Linked DNA regions of Mus musculus: regions 2 and 3 are each linked to region 1. A link is a contact called in public Hi-C and HiChIP or PLAC-seq data. All regions are on one chromosome and are shown on one strand. Each heading gives the region's core, a stretch centred on a gene start, on an enhancer-like site or on the middle of the called end of the contact. The rest is flanking DNA. Distances are from core to core; before and after follow the strand shown. Region 1 holds the start of Satb1 (special AT-rich sequence binding protein 1). Region 2 overlaps Gm20098 (predicted gene, 20098). Region 3 overlaps Satb1 (special AT-rich sequence binding protein 1).

Region 1 (2,630 bases), core at 62-2,561:
AAAGTTCTCCCAGAAAGGGTGCAGAGGTCAAAGTTGTCAACCGGACATTTTAAGAGATGAGCCTGTGGTTGACATCTTGTTAAGTAAAACCTGGCCCTGGTGGAGGCCAGGGTCAAAACCTCTACCCTGAGCTCTAAGCTGCTGTCCTCTTGGTCTTCTGGGATCATCCCAGAAGGGACCTGTTTAGCGCCTTTTGCTGGGCCAAGCACACGCACGTGTCACCATCTGGACCTGCCGCTTGCCCCCTCAGTCCCTTGCATTCGAGCTGCCCAACCCCAGTTCGGCCACCCTGGGAGCTCTGCAATGGAGGAACACTGTAGAAGGCCGCCGCTCTCGGGTGTGTACTGTCGCAGGGAAATGAGGAGTTGCCCCCTGGGCTGCACCTGTGGGGCCACAGTCCCAGCTAAGACACCATGTACCTCCCTCGGCTTCCCGCCCAAGCCCAAACCCGAATCACCCTCCAGGACCGACCCGCGATCGCCGGCGTGGGCTGCACGAGCGCTGTTCTTCGGCTCTCAAACTCTGGGCTCCAACTTGAGCGCCCAGCGCCCGAGTGGCTCTCGGGATAGAGAAGTTGCCACAAACTTCCCAGGCCCCTCTCCACCTCCGCTCGCCACCAGCAAAGTAGGGCTGGCCGGGAAAGAACAGGGGGAGATGAGATGGGAGAGGATGCTAAGTGAACTCCAGATCTGGCGCGCGACCTTTCCAACTCCACCCCGCACCTCGCCTCCTTCCCCGCACCGGGGCTCACTGAGCGGCTCCCTTTTCCCCACTCGCCCGCCGAGGGCTTCCCCCCACGCCGCCTTCGTCCTCTAAAGCGGGCCATGCCCACGACCTGGACTAAAGTGTCTAACGAGGGACTCCTGCCGGGCAGGTGTGCGGGAGAGGCAAAGACGCCAAGTAAGTCCGCATCCCGGCCATGACCCTCACTTCACCAGCCCAGTCCTCCCGAATGTCTGAGCGCGCTCGAGAGAAGGGCCAGCAAGACCCCGGCACGCGAGGGGCGCAGAGTCGCCCCAGCCGGGGCCACTGAGAAGTTTGGATCGGTTCCGCATCCGCAGAAAACGGAGGCGAGCCGGGCAAGAGACCCAGAGCGGGAGCAGCACTGGCAGGGAGCAAAGAAGCGGGACTCACTCAGGCGTGGAACCGGGACAGCGCGGGCCAGCGGTGCGGGCCGAGGCCGGGTCGGCTCCCCGCGCGGGCGCGCCGGGCGGCGGACTTCCCGGGCGGCGGCTGCAGCTGCTGCCACCTCCCCGCCGCCGAGCTGGCGGCCGCCGCGGAAGTTAATGGCAACTTGACTTCAAGTTGTCTCCTCTCCCCATCCGAAGTGGGCGTTTAAAGGGGGCAGAGCGCGGCGAGCAGCGAGCGGGGAGCGCGCGGGGCCGAGGGGGAAGGGAAGGGGCGGGGGCGGGGCGGGGCGCGGGAGGGGGCGCGGGAGCCGCTCGGAGCCCGCAGTGTAGAGCGCGGCGCGGGCGATCGGGGCGCCCCCACGAGAGCCCCCCGACGCTGGCCGGGGGCCGTGCGTGCCTGGGGCGCCGCGCTCTCGCCTCTCGCCCGCGTGGGGGGCTTGCGGACCCCACAGCGGGAGCGACCGGGCCCGGCCTGCCTCCCCCGCGCCCGCGGCCGCTTCTCCCCCTGGCGGCAGGATCCTGGGCGGCCGGTGGCTCCGAGAGCGCGCAGTGGAGCCCGAGCTGAGCCGAGCCCGAGCCACCGCAGCCGCCACATCCCTGAGCGCCGCCCGGGTGCAGGGTCGCTGCGGGAGAGCGACCCCGCGGCCGCCAGGGTAAGTGTGGGCGAGCCCCGGAGCCCCACCGCCCCGGCCCTCACCTGCACCGCCCCCGCCGCGCACCCTCGCCGCCCGCCGCTTCCTCTTGTCGTTGTTTGCCTGGGCTTTGGGGGTGCAGAGCGCGGGGCATTGGTGTGTGTGTGTGCCAGCGGAGGAGGAAGTCAGGTGAGAGGCCTGAGCACAACCCCCGCGCCCCGCAAGCCAGCTTGTGTGGGGTGTGTCGCTCCCCAGTAGGGGCATGCGGGCCAAGTTTTCCCCTCTCTTCAATGTTTGATGGAGAAGATCTTTCCTAGAGGGGACCTCCTTCCCTTCAAACTGATGGGCTCTTCTTGCTATCCTCTTCTCTTGGGCACCCCTATTGAGGAACACATAGTGGATGGAGGAGGAGGGGGCCTCTTGCAGACCCCCTTCTCAACCCCAGCTATTTGCATCAGTATCATTTTCCTGTCGGCAGCTGTAGGTCGACGCACCCAACCAGAAGGAGATGCTTAAGCCACTGTCCAAGTCTCTTCTCCCACCCTGACCCACCCAAAAGCAGGGGCAAAGAGGTCAAGAAATGCGGATTTCGTAGGAGGGGAGGCTGGGCCCAGGGACCTTTTCAACTGGTGAAGCTCCAAAGAACTCTGAAAGGTCAAAGTAGCTGAAGGCTTGGACCCCCAAGCTAGGGAGAAATTGGACTCTATCAACTTTAACCCACTCCCCTGCTACTCCTTCCCCACACAACCCCCAGCTCTAAGGAAGCTATCAACTAACAGGTCTTTTGTTTCCTGTTGTGTCGCCTTTGGGAAATTTGCATTGAACGTGACGATAGAAAATTACTACTGTTTACTCGAAGTTAAGGGGG
Region 2 (2,630 bases), core at 90-2,589, 110 kb after region 1:
ATGAGGCTACTCTATGACCATAAAAATAAAATAACTCCTATTTGGGAGTTGGATCTGTAGTAAGCCAAAGCTGTAAATTATAATCCATAGCACTGGATTTTATTATCTAATAACAGATGTATTATTCAGTCCTTAACAAAATATGAAACATATATCAATTTTAAAATCCAAAAAATAATAAAAAATAAGTTAAGTCATCTTGTGTATCAGTCAAGTTCATTTAATTTAATTCACTATATGTACATACACATATACACACACATATTCATTTTCATGTATATTGTGGGGTGTATACATGTATGTAAGTGTGGGTTTGTGTGTATAGGTGTGTGTGTGTGTGTGTGCACTCGCAGAGGCTCAAAGTTGATGGTAGGAATCATCTGTATTTGCTCTTCTACTGTATTCATTGAGGCAGGACCTCTCAATAGGACTCTGACATCACACCTGTGGCTAGTCTTATAGCTTGCTCTGCAGACCTCCTGTCTTCACCCTTTGAGGCTGGAATTGCAGACCAACCATACTGCCTGTGTGAGTTTAAGGAATCTGAAATCTGGTCCTTATACCCACATGCTAGTACTTTAACCACTGAGCCATCTCCTCAGCCCCAGTCAAAATGATTTTTGTGGTAAACAGACTAGATGTTCAGTCTCTTTCTTCATTGTCTCTGGGCTCTCTTCTTTCTCTGCTGGTGAAAATGTCCCAACACCTTTGACTTTTGGGTTGGGGAGAGAATTACAAACCCTGCATAGGAAATCTGAGTTAATTTCTCCAAATTTCATACCCTTTATCATGATGAAAGACAGATAATATTAAGAGAGACTATTTTTTACACATAAAGTATAAGATATAAAGTCCAAATAGAGATCCTCATTAATCATGGTGTGCCAAGCAACATTAAGTGTTGGGAGTCCATCCAAGAATAAGATAGTTTGTCTCCAACATCCTGAGAGCTGTATTCGCAGCACTTAGCCCTGTATATTTAACACTTTCTCATCACACATGTTGAATAAAGAGTTTGAAATCTAGTACAAGTGGTGGCCTAGATTGTGTCATTTTATAGACAGATCATTGCTGGATAATGATGCTTTCAGGGTTACAAGATAGAAGGGAGGAATAATTAGCCCAACCTAGACATATAGAGGGCATGAGCATGATGTCCATGCTGAGAGAATTCAAGAAAATTAAGCAAAATATAGATTTTTATGAGGGGGGAAAAGCAGCTGTGCATAGGCATAGAGATTCAGTCATTCACTGAAATTTACTGAGGAGCTATATACACTAGGTACTGTGTCAGTGCAGGGGACCACAGATGACTGACAGGAAATGATCTGTTCCAAGGTTATGGTCTGGGAAAATGACAGATAACGTAAGCAGTCTTCTGTGTTGCTAAAGGGAAACCACGTGGACTACGGAGAAAATGAAGCATACACAGAGAAGAGATGATGTTTTGGTGTTTTACTCCATGGCATGCTATCACAGAGGGAATCTTTCCTGAAGACCCTGAAGGAGGTTAGAGAGTAAGCCACGCCCAGCTGGAAGGGAGGTGTCTTCAAATGAGACAGGACGACACTGAGAAAGCCACAAGTGAAGGTGTGCTTGGTGTGTTCCTTGGAATAGTGGGAGGCCATTATGGCTGGAGAAGAGTGAGTCAAGTGTGAGAAAAGAGGCAAAATTTGATATGTCAGTCTGATGGGTTATGAAACATAAGTCATGTTAGACATTTCTTTTTCTTTTTTTGTTTTTTCGAGACAGGGCTTCTCTGTGTAGCCCTGGCTTTCCTGGAACTCACTCTGTAGACCAGGCTGGCCTCGAACTCAGAAATCCACCTGCCTTTGTCTCTCAAGTGCTGGGACTAAAGGCGCGTGCCACCACGCCCAGCATGTTAGGCATTTCTAAGGAGGGTTAGCTGACAGGGGACTGTGCTTCACCCTGCTCTCAAGTGACCAATGGCATAGATATAAAGTAGTATGAGAAGAAAGCAGCACCTCTTTCCTTTGCTTCTTGCTGCTGAGTGTGTCTGCCGTTGCTGCTGTTGCTGGTGCTACTGTCCTTTGATGACATCAGACTCCAGTTCGTTCAGCCTTCAATGTGGACTGAAGAATAGTAACTCTCCAGGAATCTTCAAGGTCTCCAGCTCCAGGTTTGAAGGTATCTAGTTTCATGGCCTGAACAACCACATGTTCACAACCTTTCCAGTATGCAGACAGTCATCCTGCCTCTATTGTGTAAAACACATATACACACAGGAGGGAGAGGGAGAGGGAGAGGGAGAGGGAGAGGGAGAGGGAGAGGGAGAGGGAGAGGGAGAGGGAGAGGGAGAGAGACTAAGAGACAGAGAGACAGAGGAGTCAGTCCTGTTTCGAGAAAGAACGAGCCTTATAACAACTATATTGCTTTGTCTCTGGGGAGAGAAAATCAACTGTATGAAACAAAAGTTTCTGCAAGCATCCAAACAGAGATGATCATAATAGCCTAGGTGAGAAGAGAGATATTTAAAATGGTTAGTTCAGTGAAGTTGGTAGTAAAGTGTTTAGTTTCTATATGAACTCTGAAGGAAAAGTTAGACTAAGTTTCCAGATGGGCTGAATATGGCGGCACAAAGTACGGAGGCCTGAACAGACTACCCAGGG
Region 3 (2,630 bases), core at 45-2,544, 92 kb before region 1:
CTGGTATCATGCTGACAGGGTACAACACCTGGGTGCAGCCCTTGAACACAAATTCTACCAAACAGTCCTTGACGCTTCACCCGGGGCTGCCAAGCAGTTTTGTAAAACACAGTAAAACCTTGAGTGCTGGCTGTCCTGTCCTTCCAACTTCCTTCCTGTTTGTGCAAGTTTCCGAAGATTCATTGGCCAAACAATAAACAATGAAGGTTTGTCTGAGTGAACACAAGGTGGACTTCTCATGTTGTTAGGAAATACCGGTGGTGTGGCTGAAAAGAATACTGTTCTCTCAGTCTTTCAAGTCGGCATTAACGTCTGTGCTCCCTTCCACCGACAGCTCTTCCTCTAGTTTCACTGAGAAAAGGGTGTTGGCGTTTTTATCCTGGACGCTCTCTTCCAAATCCTTAAGCAACTCCTCATCTTTGTACTCGGCCACATCCACCTCCAAGCCGGAGTTGTCCTTCAGCTTGCCATGGTGCTTAAGGTAGTACCGCTGGTTCTGAAAGAACTTGATGATGGTGTACTTCGGGAGGTCCAGCTGTGCAGACAGAGTCTGGATAGCCTCTTCATCTGGGTACAGGCCCACATCTTGGATGAAACTCTGAAGGATCCCCAGGGCTTCCACGGAAATTTTGGTTCGTGGCCTGGTCTTCTGCCGGTTTTCCTCATCGGACTCCGCGGAGGAGGCCACGGTGGGCTGCCGTGGGGGGAGTCTGGGGCCTGCCTGGGGCTGTGGCTGTGGCTGCGGCGGTGGCGGCGGTGGCTGCTGCTGCTGCTGCTGTTGCTGCTGCTGCTGTTGCTGCTGCTGCAAAGAGACAAGCAGACAGTCAGAGCTGCTCGGAGGAGCCCGCAGGAGTAAGAGTGGGTGCTTGCCAAGCCTGTGCAGTGTCTGGGGGTGGGGGTGGGGCTGGAGTAGGGGAGAAAGACACACCGAGAAAGAGCAGGCCAGCTAAACAGCCCACAGCCTTTATTAAATAAATACATACAAATTTGAGCTCAGGGCTGGGCAGCTAGGAAGCTATGCAGCTCGCAGGGCTACTGTGCCCATTTACCACCAATCTGGGGAGGAGAAAAACAACTGGAAAAAACGTGAGCAACACACTCTCTGGAAAGGGATATGTACCAAAGGTGGCCAGGCAAGCTCATCATGATGTCTGTCATTCATTAACAGACTTAAAAGAAGAATCCCTCTTAGCAAGGATTCCTGAGACATCTTTGGGCAGTTGAGCTACCCAGGCATTGGGGAAGCACTGTGCCTGGCCATACTGCATTCTCCACGGGGGAAACCTGGCTATGCTGCTTTCTGTGGCTGTCCCATGGAGGGGAGCACAGCAGTGGCTTTTCCCAAGAGGTGTGCAGAATGTATGAAAGTATGTTCTCTCAGACAGTTTCAATTCTCTCTCCCTCACACAGACACACAGACAGACAGACAGACAGACAGACGCACATTCCTAGTGTTTGCAACTAGGCTAACGCTAAGCTTTTTTTCTCTTACCCCCTTCAAATAAAGGTTCACTCCATTCTACGCCAGCTGGCGAATTGTTTTGTCTATAGTAAACTACTATGTGATTAGGCTTTAAATTTAATGTATACAGACACTTTTTCATAATTAGTATCTGCATATGTGCTGTAATTCCTGTACACAATTATACGCAACAAACGTGCGGCGTGTGTCTACTGTGCACTCGACACCCATAATTCTTAGCAGCCAAGCCAATCAACCCCGGGTGCAGAGCTGCGATGTATTACAACATTCGTCCTGTGCTTAAGCAGTTCCTCTTATCCCCCTAAGAAGCAATTTTATTAAAAACAATTTACATTTTCAAACAAGTACTATTTTTATTACTTAACATATATCTTTCTTGTCTTTGTTTTAGCTGAAACAGTTGGTTTTTCAGGCTTTCACAATTATTTTAGTGCTTAATATCCTAAGGGATTCTCTTTTTCAATTTGTTTTATCTTTAATAAATACTCAAGGATTTTTTTTCTGGTGGATGGATAACTCTATTATTTTAGCTACAGATATCTATACAGCAATACCAAGAAGGAATGCAAGAGATTCAACAAAGATGTTAGGCAGGTTTCTGGGATCCCAGAGGCAATGGCATTTCCCTTAAAGGAGAAAGCTAGAAGCAACCTTCAGATTTAGCAGAAACAAGATACACAACTTAAATTCAACTAGCCACAGGATCCCCAATACGTGGTCTGATCCACAGCCTTTCAATCAAGTCCCTCATGGGCAGCAGCATTCCGACAGATGAAGCACCACGCCCCACACAGGGACATCAAGCAGTCTTGAGGTTGGCACTGTGGGCTTTGGCCAGAGGCAAGGCCGTTCTAGCACTGCCCATCTGAAAACCCTGACTGGGGGAAGTGGCCTTCACCAACACCCTCTTTTCTCCCTTTCTCCTCAGCACAGGAAACTGGTGCCCGCTCACCTGAGGGGCAGCATGGGGCCATGGTGCAGGGGTCAGCAGGCTTGGTAAGAAAACGCCTCTAGACTCTCCTTTCCCAAGGGTGCTGGGAGAGAGGCTCTAAGGAAAGACAAACAAACATGACTCGCCCTGCCCTGCCCTGCCCTGCGAAGGGTGGGAAGGGTATGTGAGGTGAAAGGCTGGACAAGAGCATAAGGA

The links. Hi-C and Micro-C count contacts between places; a contact is called where the count stands out from the background. HiChIP or PLAC-seq counts read pairs in DNA pulled down with a chosen protein or histone mark.
Region 2: a contact with region 1 is called in an H3K27ac HiChIP or PLAC-seq map of CD8 T cells, with 17 times the contacts expected there. The contact joins the enhancer-like site here to the promoter of Satb1 in region 1. A contact is called at or near these places in 4 of 484 Hi-C or Micro-C datasets (Th1 cells, cortical neurons and epidermal suprabasal cells), 3 of 115 datasets of contacts at active chromatin or transcription factors (CD8 T cells, the SCID.adh cell line and thymocytes) and 1 of 9 other capture datasets (adipose tissue).
Region 3: a Hi-C map of cerebral cortex shows a contact between it and region 1, with 2.8 times the contacts expected there. The contact joins the enhancer-like site here to the promoter of Satb1 in region 1. A contact is called at or near these places in 1 of 484 Hi-C or Micro-C datasets (cerebral cortex), 1 of 115 datasets of contacts at active chromatin or transcription factors (embryonic stem cells) and 3 of 9 other capture datasets (adipose tissue, liver and pancreatic islet).

Annotation. Positions count from the first base shown.
Region 1 is chr17:51,831,336-51,833,965 of GRCm38.p6, forward strand. Satb1 (special AT-rich sequence binding protein 1) reads right to left here and starts at 1,312. Exons shown (of 11, transcript NM_009122.2): 1 at 1,135-1,312.
Region 2 is chr17:51,944,477-51,947,106 of GRCm38.p6, forward strand. All of the region lies in intron 2 of Gm20098 (predicted gene, 20098), which reads left to right. Among named protein-coding and RNA genes, the nearest start is that of Gm20098, 63 kb to the left of the region's middle. Within about 2 kb of position 1,340, at least 7 of the 459 cell types and tissues checked have an H3K27ac peak or open chromatin away from gene starts, as enhancers often do. A contact at or near this core is called in CD8 T cells and Th1 cells, where this site is marked.
Region 3 is chr17:51,739,612-51,742,241 of GRCm38.p6, forward strand. It overlaps Satb1 (special AT-rich sequence binding protein 1), which reads right to left. Exons shown (of 11, transcript NM_009122.2): 11 at 1-802. The coding sequence ends at 287. Among named protein-coding and RNA genes, the nearest start is that of Satb1, 92 kb to the right of the region's middle. Within about 2 kb of position 1,295, at least 13 of the 459 cell types and tissues checked have an H3K27ac peak or open chromatin away from gene starts, as enhancers often do. A contact at or near this core is called in cerebral cortex, where this site is marked.